Linked DNA regions of Sus scrofa: regions 1 and 3 are each linked to region 2. Evidence: chromatin contacts called from public HiChIP or PLAC-seq data. All regions are on one chromosome and are shown on one strand. The core of a region is the stretch at or near the end of the contact, and the rest is flanking DNA. Distances in the headings are between cores, read along the strand shown. Region 1 has its middle 89 kb from the start of SLC7A11. Region 2 overlaps LOC110262153 (a long non-coding RNA gene). Region 3 overlaps SLC7A11 (cystine/glutamate transporter).

Evidence for each region. HiChIP or PLAC-seq counts read pairs in DNA pulled down with a chosen protein or histone mark.
Region 1: a contact with region 2 is called in an H3K27ac HiChIP or PLAC-seq map of alveolar macrophages. The contact joins two enhancer-like sites. A contact is called at or near these places in 1 of 47 Hi-C or Micro-C datasets (embryonic fibroblasts) and 1 of 2 datasets of contacts at active chromatin or transcription factors (alveolar macrophages).
Region 3: a contact with region 2 is called in an H3K27ac HiChIP or PLAC-seq map of alveolar macrophages. The contact joins two enhancer-like sites. A contact is called at or near these places in 1 of 47 Hi-C or Micro-C datasets (embryonic fibroblasts) and 1 of 2 datasets of contacts at active chromatin or transcription factors (alveolar macrophages).

Annotation. Positions count from the first base shown.
Region 1 is chr8:88,517,505-88,521,131 of Sscrofa11.1, reverse strand. No RefSeq gene overlaps it. Among named protein-coding and RNA genes, the nearest start is that of SLC7A11, 89 kb to the left of the region's middle. Within about 2 kb of position 1,366, at least 3 of the 83 cell types and tissues checked have an H3K27ac peak or open chromatin away from gene starts, as enhancers often do. A contact at or near this core is called in alveolar macrophages, where this site is marked.
Region 2 is chr8:88,226,638-88,230,084 of Sscrofa11.1, reverse strand. All of the region lies in intron 5 of LOC110262153 (a long non-coding RNA gene), which reads right to left. Among named protein-coding and RNA genes, the nearest start is that of NOCT, 320 kb to the right of the region's middle. Within about 2 kb of position 1,739, at least 8 of the 83 cell types and tissues checked have an H3K27ac peak or open chromatin away from gene starts, as enhancers often do. A contact at or near this core is called in alveolar macrophages, where this site is marked.
Region 3 is chr8:88,663,784-88,667,417 of Sscrofa11.1, reverse strand. SLC7A11 (cystine/glutamate transporter) reads right to left here. Exons shown (of 12, transcript XM_021101587.1): 7 at 1,934-2,057. Among named protein-coding and RNA genes, the nearest start is that of SLC7A11, 58 kb to the right of the region's middle. Within about 2 kb of position 1,992, at least 3 of the 83 cell types and tissues checked have an H3K27ac peak or open chromatin away from gene starts, as enhancers often do. A contact at or near this core is called in alveolar macrophages, where this site is marked.

The DNA of each region.
Region 1 (3,627 bases), core at 117-2,616, 290 kb before region 2:
GTGAGTCTGGCCAGAGATTTGTCAATTTCATTTATTCTTTCAAAGAGCCAGCCCTTGATTTTGTTGATTTTTTCTATTGTTTTTTGAATCTATTTTATTGATTTCCTCTCTGGTCTTTATTGGTCCCTTCCTTCTGCTGACTTTAGGTTTTGTTTGTTCTTTTTCTAATTCTTAGTAGTAGTAACCTTACATAGTAGGTTAAGTTGTTGATTTGAGATTTTTCTTCTTTTTTTGAGGAAGACTGGTATTGCTATGAACTTCCCTATAAGAACTGCTTTTGCAGCATCCCATAGATTTTGAATGGTTGTGTTTCATTATCATTTGTCTCAAGGTATTTTTTTAATTTCCCTTTTGATTTTCTCATTGACCCATTGGTTTTTTAATAGCATGTTGTTTAATCTCCATGTAGTCCAGGTTTTTTTCTTTTCCTATGGTATATTTCTAGTTTCAGGCCATTGTGGTCAGAGAAGATGCTTTAAATAGTTTCTATACTCTTAAATTTGTTGAGATTAGTTTTGTGCTCCAGCATGTGGTCAATCCTTGAGAATGTTCCATGTGTGCTTAAAAAGAATGTATACACTATATTTCACTAGCAGTTCTCAATGCAGGTACTCCTTGGATGACTGCTTAGAATTCTTTAAGGCCTTGGGCATCTAGCTGTATACTTTCAATATCTTTCTGCTAAGTTTTCTTTGCTCTTTCAAGCTGTCCTCTTGAACAAGGTCTAAAATGATCATCTACCACTATTCTCTCCTATGGCTCACAATCTGTCCATGGGAAACTTCTAAACTTTGCTTTCATTAGGAGTGCAATTACATGCTGTGTTAGTTTTCTAGGGCTTGTAACAAAGTACCATGAACTGATTAGATTAAAATAGAAATGCACTTTCACTCAGTTCTGGAGACTATAAATCCAAAAGAAGGTGTTGGCAGGGCATTAATCCTATAGGGAAAATTCACTCCAGCCTCTTCTACAGACTTCTAGTATTTGCCAGCAATCCTTGGCATTCCTTGGCTTGTAGATACATCATTCTCATCTCTGCCTGTCATCAGATGGCCATTTTCTCTGTGTGTGTCTCTCTACTCTTAAGGACACTTTCCAAATTAGGACCTACTATAATTTTATATTGCCTCATCTTGACTTGATTTTGCCTACACAAAGACCCTATTTCCAAATTGGGTTACACTATGCAGATACTGGGGGTTGGGACTTCAACATAGTTTTTGGAGGGGAAGCAGTAAAATCCATAACACTTAGCAACGATTCTAATGGTAGCCTTCTGCTCTACTGCCACTGGATCCCCAAGCTGATGCTCACCTTTCTCAGGCATGAGATAAGCACCAACATCAGTGTCCCTCAAGCTCTCGGAATCATCTCTTTAGAGTTCCTCTTACTGCATTGAAGTGAAAAGAAAAACCCCTTCCCACCCAACACCCACTTCCTTTAAAGTCTCACAAAGATAATAGCATCTCCCTTGGAAAATGGGCAGAGTTAGCACCTATTATATTAGGACGTCAATCAAAATTTAAGTCAAAATTGTACAATATTTACATATACAATTTTGAGAGTAGTTTAACAATACTTATGTTAAAGCAGATGCATACTCAGGCACATGTGTCATCAGAAATTTCATTCACGGAGTTCCCGTCATGGCTCAGTGGTTAACAAATCTGACTAGGAACCATGAGGTTGTGGGTTTTATCCCTGGCCTTGCTCAGTGGGTCAAGATCTGGCATTGCCATGAGCTGTGGTGTAGGTCACAGACACGGCTCAGATCCCGTGTTGCTGTGGCTGTGGTGTAGACCAGCAGTTACAGCTCCAATTAGACCCCTAGCCTGGGAACCTCCATATGATGTGGAAACAGCCCTAGAAAAGGAAAAAAAAAAAAAAAGAAAGAAATTTCATCCTCAAGGGTCTAAATAGAAAGCATACATCCCCCAAAGTAAGATTTATGCCCTCTCTGTTGCTTCCTTAATGGGTAAAGCCAGATGATCTTTATTAAAAAGTCATGTGGCATTACTGACTCATAAATATGTAGTGTGATGAGTAATAAACCCCAAAGTACAATAACTGAAATCAGTAAGTCATGCAGAAGACTAAAATTAGCCTGTATCCTAAAAAGGCATCCCTCCAAATGATTTTTGTTAAATAAATAATAAAAGTGGTAATTAGATGTCTTTTACATAATTGACTTGGTGAAATTCAGGTGAAAATTAAAATGGCCAAAAATAAGCATAAAAAAATAAGCATAAAAAGGAAAAAGTAAAAGAAGAATCTGAAAGGATGGGAATAGTCAAGAAACTGAATAACTGTTTTAAGAGTTGTTGAATATAGTTAAAATAATAAAAGGTAGAGCAAACAGTGGTTTTATTTCATGGCTCATGAAAACAACTAACTTTTGTAGACTCCATTATGAGAAAACTATTAGCTGTCTACATAAAAACTAAGATCAAATGACTATATTTGTAATCATTCTTGAGATGTGGAATGTACATGATCATATGTTTATAGCACACACTACCACCCACTGCATAGCTCGTGGCCCCATTGATCATAATCTTATCTACCAAGTGCCAAGAGCTATAGGAAATCTACGTGAGAGAGAATAATGATAGTTACTTCTTTTCTAAATTGCATCGGATAACATCCTTTTTTCCCGCCAATATATACATCTATTTGAGATTTAATCTAAGTGCAAATGTCCAAACTACTTCACTGAGTCAAAAAAGCTACTTAGCACTATTAAAATTTTTGGTAAACATGTGTATTATCACCTCTCCCCCAATAAACTTAAACTGATTCCCTAATATATACTTTATTCAATGATATCGAATCACATTCTTCTCTGCCTAGTATTTTTTGCAAGTCAGGTCAGCATCAGTGACTTCCTGTAACACATACATGGTTAGAATTACAAAATCTTCTTGGGAAAACCCAGCTGTGACATTCTCTCACTTCCTTAATTCACTCATTCCAAACTCTAGTTCTTTGAGACTCTCCATTCTCCCATAGAATCTGGTTCCAGTAGGCTCTATTTAGCTGCCATTTTACAAATGAAAGTTGTCAAACTGCTCTCAGCTCCAGCTCATGATCCAAATTTTCTGTAGCTATGAATGGATTCTCAAAACACATGCTATGTTTGAGCAACAAATACTGCAAGAAATTTGGGCTTCACTTATATGGGATTAAATGGACAACCTTAGGAAATTTGGAAGGTAGAAACAATAGTTTTTACTCCAGTCTGTCACATTGACCTTTTCTAAGCCTCACGTTCTCCCTCTTGTCTGCTCTCCTAGCCAGCAAGACACCATCTATTCTTCAGCTCTCTGTCGCTAACATGATGGTCAATGTGAAAAATATCCTAAATTCATTTACAAGAAGACATTATATGTCTAATAAATTATGCCTTAGGAATATTTACATTTCTAAATAATATTCTATAAAGGGAAGGAACACTTTCCAAATGGGAACCAGTTCAAAAATCAATGAATTCTAGAATTGGAAGAAAAAATGCAAGAAGGATGAAACTTCTTCCTTGGATCTCATTGTATTCAGTTTCCCAATGGATATTTTTTGAGGGTCAATATGTACTTTCAAGATGTTTACATTCTTTTTTTATCCCAATCT
Region 2 (3,447 bases), core at 490-2,989:
TTTCAAATGCTAATAACCACATTGGGCCAATGCAGATGTAAGACTACAAGATGTGACCTCATTGCTCCAGTGTGTTCTAATCCAGCATGCTCGGACCTGTAGTTCAGTGGGTAGCCATGCTTGAGCGAAAAGCAAGCCTTAAAAAGGTATGTGCGTGAGGGGAAAAGCATCCACTACACACAGAGGGGAGCAGCCTGCCAGGCTCCAGCATAAGCACAACACAGCCCGGGAGGAGGCAGATCTGGAAACTTCTCCTTCCAAAATCCATCGCTCCTTTCCCTCTGCCTGAGGGTCCAACTGGGAGCAGGGAGCTGAGGAGCAATTCCTCACATGAATGAAGTGGGGAGGGAGGGCTGTCCCAGCACTCAAGGCCTCAGAAGCCAGGAGCGCCAACGTGATTAAATAATTGAACTGTCTCACCTTGCCCAGTCAAGCTGGATTCCAAAGAGCGTAATTAATCTTCATAGTGCCTGTTATTCCCTGCCCTGTGATTCTTCTGCTCCTGCTCAAAGTTGTTTCCCAACTGCCTGCTTCCTGCACCAGAAAAAAGGGGAGGAGGAAGGAAAGAGAAAGACTGCCTCACGGAAGGGCATCAATGGAAAGTTACCTTCCAACCTCGTCTTGATGAATCACCCCCGCCCTGCCAACCAATGGTAGAATCCACAGTGTAAGTGCTGTAATTTTATAAGCAAATTTCAGAGAAACAAAGATGGCTGGGGGTTTATGGTTATTCTGGGAGGATGACTTTTAGAACTTTTCCTTCAAGAAATCTTGCACCGTTGTAATTCACAAGCCCAGAAAGTATGCAAAGACTGGAACAAGGAAGGAAGCCAAGGCCGGTGCCCAGCCTGGCCTCAGTCTCCAAGAGAATCATTGCTCGAAAGCAAAGCCAGAAAGTGGGAAGGGCCATCATGGCACAGGCGTTTAAATTCATTCATTCCTTCAGCAAATTTACTGAGTGTCTTCCACACCAGGCACGTTCTAAGAACTTAGGATATACCATCAACAAATAGACACAATTCCTGGACTGGTGGAACTGATATTCCTAAAGCCGAAGATTGGATCTGTTTTTAATTCACTCGCATTTGATCCAGTAATAGTAAGAGTCATTATAAAAATGCAAAATTTGAGCATCTATTTATTTCACATCATTCCCTATAAAGTGATGGCTTGACTCCTGTAAAAGTATGTTTGTGTGGTTGCATAAAGGTGACTGCGATCCCCAGGAGCTTCTCAGACCCTTGCAAATTGTGAGCCTGATTTCACATCAAGAAGGAGAAGGGAAGGAGCTTTCCAGTCAGCTCATCTACCAGCACCTCAAAATGACCAGCGATGCCAAGGCACGCCAGCTGCCAGGTCTGCCTCTTCCTGGAGGGAAGTAGGTAGGGGAGTAGCTGCTTGGCAACAAGACAAGGACAGTGATATAAGATGGGAGAGCCAAAGGAAAAGTGAGAAAAGGGAAAAATAATCTCACTGCATTATCCACAACCCCTAAGTGTGTATTAATGGACCGATAAAGTATGCCCTGGAGAGTCTTAATACTACAATATTAAACTCTGTACACCCGGAAAAGCAAAGATGGCACATTATAACAAAGAGAGTTTGGGTTCTGTGTTGTTGGTTTTCTGGTTCTTGCTAATGTTCTGGTTTTTAGCTTTGCTAGCTTGGATATATTTTCCTTTAAAGGGCTGCTTGCCACAGAGACTATTTTCCAACCAAAGTGCAATGCTGCCCCCTCGTGATAGAACGGTGTAAGAGCACCTATAGAAATCAAGCATCTCTGCAACTCTACATCTCTACAGTTCTGCCTAGATTTCATTTTGCTATCATTTCATCCTCCAAAAATGCAAATATTTCATCCTTAAAGAGCCTCTGCACAGAGATATTTTCTGTCTCAGCCTAGTTCACACAAGTAATCAACACAGCGTTTTATTCTCAAATATGAACTGTGTGCTGATTACAAAACAAGCAGTGGTGGGGAGTGGATTTCTCCCCCTTTTTGCCTATAAATTAAGCGATCTCCCCAGAGAAAGCTCAGAAATCAGGCCTATTTCATATAACCTTTAGAATCCTGATTGGAATTCTCACTGGAAAGACATTTACTGAGAACTCAAGCTCAAGGAAATCAATGCCTGGGTCTGACAGACATTCAGCTTCCAGACAAATGTATTTGATTTCAGATCATCCTTCAATCTTTGTAGCGGGAATAAACCTGAGACTGAAAAGTGAAAATAACATTGCAGGTGATACACTGCGCTACCAGGAGCTGCCTTCCTGCATTGTATTAAAACACAATTGTTATCTGAGAGGAAATTATATTATATGAAAACACGCGAGGAGGGGTTGAGTGGAGAATTCCCCCCTTCCATGATCAGCCAAGGTCAAGTGTTATATGATCCCTATTTTCCTCGAACCATGGCTCCAACCACCTGCATCAGAATAATTTTGGAGTTTGTTAAAAATGCCCAGTCAAGATCTATTAAATCTGGAAATCTTGGTGTAGCATCTAGAAGTCTGCGCTTTACCAAGCTTTTTGGTAAAATGTGTGGACTAAACTTGGAGAACCATTGAGTTAACTTTAATACAAATTTTTAATTTCCATTGAGAAGATTTTCCTATTCAACTCACAAATACTATAAAGCTATAGAATAACAAAAATATCTATTTATCAATTAACAAATTTCCTTGATTTTCTACAAAATTGAAGGATATCACTGGACCGTGGAAGGAACTCTCCAACCAGTAAACAGTCATAATGGTCAACTGAAATCGTAAATATCATTTGGTTGTTGCTGGTGATCATTTCTAACTGTACTTCTTACCCCAAAGCCATTCTTTCAAAAAGCCCCATCAGTAAGTAGCATGAAATGATTCATTAAGCAGAAACATTTACTCAATCAGAAGGTAAGACAGCCTTGAGGGTACCACACAGCTCTCTGCTCTCATAGAGAAAGACCTGATAACCAAACAAAAGAAGAAGAAAAAGGAAACAGAAAAAGAAAAAAAAAAAAAAAGCCAAGCAACTAGCACTCCCCTAAACTTCATGGCTGCCCCTGGTGCTCCCTCCCACTTCCCACTCTGCTCCCTGAGCCCCACTTCTCAGCCTCTCTCTGTCATCACTTTGTGGCCACTTATCATTGTCATCAGGCCCAGGTCTAGGCCTAGATGAGGAGCGAGTCCTGCAAGCCAGGTGCCAGCCCAGTCAGACCATCTCCATGCAGGCTGCAGCACTCCAGTGGGTACCAGTTCCAACACGTTGTATTTCATTGTTCCCCTTGATTCCCTGATGAGCCACAGGAGGGGACATCAAGAGATTGATAAGGGCTGCATCTTTGCTCAAGGAACCAGCATGAGCTTAAAAGAGGGTCTACCCCCTCACCCAGCTGTCAGCCACCAGCACAAAGAGCCAGATCCTCCACGTTTCATAGCCATTTTCTGGGGAGAGTC
Region 3 (3,634 bases), core at 743-3,242, 440 kb before region 2:
TTCAAAAAGCAATGATCCATTGATCCAGTCTTTAATCAACTATATCTATCATTTCTGAATCTAGTGAATAAAAACAGCTCAATTCATAAGTTCTCCTTTTGGAGACAGAAAGCTTTCTGTATACCTTTTCTTCAGTCTGGGAAGCCACGTTTTTGGAATGAAGTATGAATATACACTGAGACGTGTTACAGATACATGTTTTAGATAACAGTCCCACCATTGTGGCCTAAAAGTGTGAACAAATAACTTAATCATGTATATCATAAATGTGAGCAGTTCTGAAAAATCTTTCACCCAGAATAATCACATCAGCTGAATCTCTGTTTGTCGAGTCAATCTGGCCCTCTCAGGTATGTGCCAATTTCTTCTCCAGTTTCTTTTTTTTTTTTTTTGTCTTTTTGCTATTTCTTGGGCCGCTCCCGTGGCATATGGAAGTTCCCAGGCTAGGGGTCGAATTGGAGCTGTAGCCACCAGCCTACGCCAGAGCCACAGCAACGTGGGATCCGAGCCGCGTCTGCAACCTACACCACAGCTCACGGCAACGCCGGATCGTTAACCCACCGAGCAAGGGCAGGGACTGAACCCATAACCTCATGGTTCCTAGTCGGATTCGTTAACCACTGCGCCACGACGGGAACTCCTTCTCCAGTTTCTTATTCAAAGGATAGAACATCCATACAAGTCTGAGGAAATCGAGCCACAGGAAATACGAAAGATAAAACTTCCGACATTTCTTTTTACTCCATGGCAGGTGCAACACTGCAAATTTTCATGAAGGATGTATTTTCCAAAATAAAACAAAAAAGAGTGGGATTCTTTACTTGTCCTTGATGCAGCTGGTGCTATGTAATTAATGGACACATGACTCTCAAAGACTAAGTGCTGCCCTTTGTCTAGTAAGATGAGACAAGCACCCGACATCAGGAAGCTCTGTGCCTTTGCTTGTCTAGTAGAAGTTACAGCAGTGGGCAAAGTCTTTTTTTTAATACAGTGAACTTCTACACAGGTTCACATGAAATGAGATAATTTGTTCCTTGTGGATGTTGCTGATATGAGGTAATAGTGACTATTTTAAAAGGAACTGACATCTAGTGATGGGAAGTTCTTTTTTTCACCGTTTATTGTTATAAAGGTCACGAACGAATGCTCTCTTACTAGCTAAGTTTTTATGCCAAAAAGCATGCACAGAATAGCAGTCCCATCACATGACCTTTGGGAGCAAAGATATTCCTGAAGTCAAATAAATTTTGGACAATGCTGTAAAATTATGAGTATCCACTTCTGAGGGAGTTAAAATGCACATTAGCTTCTACAATATTCTGAGGAATACTACAGCAATGACATCTGTTTAACTTTGAATAACACAGGATTTCTCCAAATTAATAATATCCTAGAATTAGTATTCAAAAGGATATATATATATATACATACACACACACACATACACACACACACACACACACATGAAAAAAACAAATGTACATGGTCTGCTTAGAAATTCTTAAGTGTTACTTTGGGGAAAAGATGTTAACTTTTGTAAAAGGTCCAAACAGGAAAGAGCACAGAATAAACTGCAATTTGCATACCCCAAATGCAGTCATTTAAACTCAGAAATTTCCCACCTGCCCTTTACGACATGTTGGACGAATAATGCCTTCTATTCAACATGTGTGTGTGGAAATATGCTTACAAGCACGTATGTGTGGAAATATTTGACACGAAAGTAACAGTACAGAGAAATCATGTAGGATTGTAGCTGGATCAGCTAGATGGAATATGCTAAGGTTTGCCCTAAATTTTTAAAATACTCATCATTTTCAAAAAAAAAAAATTAACTGCATTTCAAACCACTTGCTGCTGGAGGGAACTACTACGAAACTGCATCAACTCATTAACCCAGATTCCAGTTGGCATTTTCCCAACTCAGACTCACCACGGCCACTGCCTTCGAAAGCAACAGTTCCTCGGCACTAATGGTAGTGAAGTAGGCCACATTTGTTAGCACATAGCCAGTGGTGACAATGGCCATGGATATACATATCGCAAGGGGGATGGTTCTGAAATACACAAAGGAATAGCTTATTAGTCATCTTTTGTTAGTCGTTTCTCTGAAACCAAAGACAACAAGCTAATCCAAAGAAAGATTAAAATAGTATGGATAATTTCAGGTTCTGCTGGGCATGTATAAACATTTCATCAGGGTGAAGTACCACCTCTTTCTTTGTAATGGAATAAAGTCCATGAGGGGAGATACTACATTGTCTTGCCCACTGCTCTATCCCATTCTTGTGCTCCATAAATCCCATAGCACTGGTTCACCAACTTGAGCATGCATCACCTGAAAGGCTTGTTGAAACAGATTGCTGAGTCTATCTCGAGAGTGTCTGATTCAGGAGGATTTACATTTCTAACACATTCCTGGGTGATTCTGATGCTGTTGGCCAGGGGACCACACTTTGAGATTCACTGTCCTATATGCCTTTCTAACACTGGTTCACTTGCCTTGACACCTTTCCAAAGAGGTCTTTTGCATTCAGTGTTTTCCCCTCAGTAATGCCCCTTGCAATCAAAAAAGTGTGTGCTTTTGGAAGCGTGAGAAGAGGATACATCCACCTTTCTAAGTAACGGTAATAATTTTGAATATAACACAAAAAGCCAGGAAATGCTCCCAATAATGGCTTTGCTCTGCCCTGCTGTGAGTTCAAAGGAAGCTCAAGATCATGAGTATCTATTAAAGCAACAGCATAGATAATCCCATGAAATTAAAGGTGACATGCTGTGAAGTACATATGACCAGACAGTGCTGACACTATGTGGCATCAAGAAGTACCCGGCACCAATGCAATGTTATGTCTTCATTTAATGCACTGGGAAAGTCAGGAAGTTACTGACCCTAATAATTTGATTCCATGTTACCAATACACATTACTTGCTAGCATAATCACCTCTTCAGATATTTTCCAGTTCAAGCAACTTAAACCTTCAGTGCCTTGCACAAAGGCTGATGGGTTCTTTTAGCCATAGAGCTTATCAGCCCTCATGGAGCCTTAACCCTGCTGGGTGCCACTAATGAAGACCTCCATATAATTTCTTGCAGGATGAAAATTCAGTTCCGAACCAGGGAAAAAAAAATAAAGGCACAGCCTGCCTCACTCCCCAAGTGGTGTGTTGAGCGCACAAAGTCCCAGCTCATTACGCTGAATTCTCTATCCCCTGTTGAGAACAGGCAAACCTAGCCCATCAGCAACTGCCATTCATTATGCTGCTTGGAGCCTGACACGTCCCCTGATCCCCAAAGCCTTAAGCCTTGATGGGGAAACACATTGACCTCTAAAATCCTGGTATCCTAATAGGAAAGGAGCAGATGTTTCTCTTTCCCAGTGTGAAGAGGGTCCCGTGGAATTTTCTGCTCACACTATAACATGCATTGCTCCATTGCTCGTTGTGACTGATGAATGTTAAATGTAAGCAAAGGAAATCACTGGGCCAGTTAAATACAGAGGGGTAAATGGCACAAGGCGAGTTAAAGACAGATTCTGTTTCTTTGAAAGAAAGGTGATGGATCAATGCAAATGGGTAAGAAGGGGAGCATGAAGATGTATACGCAGCTTTTCAGCCACTCCCTGTATTATCT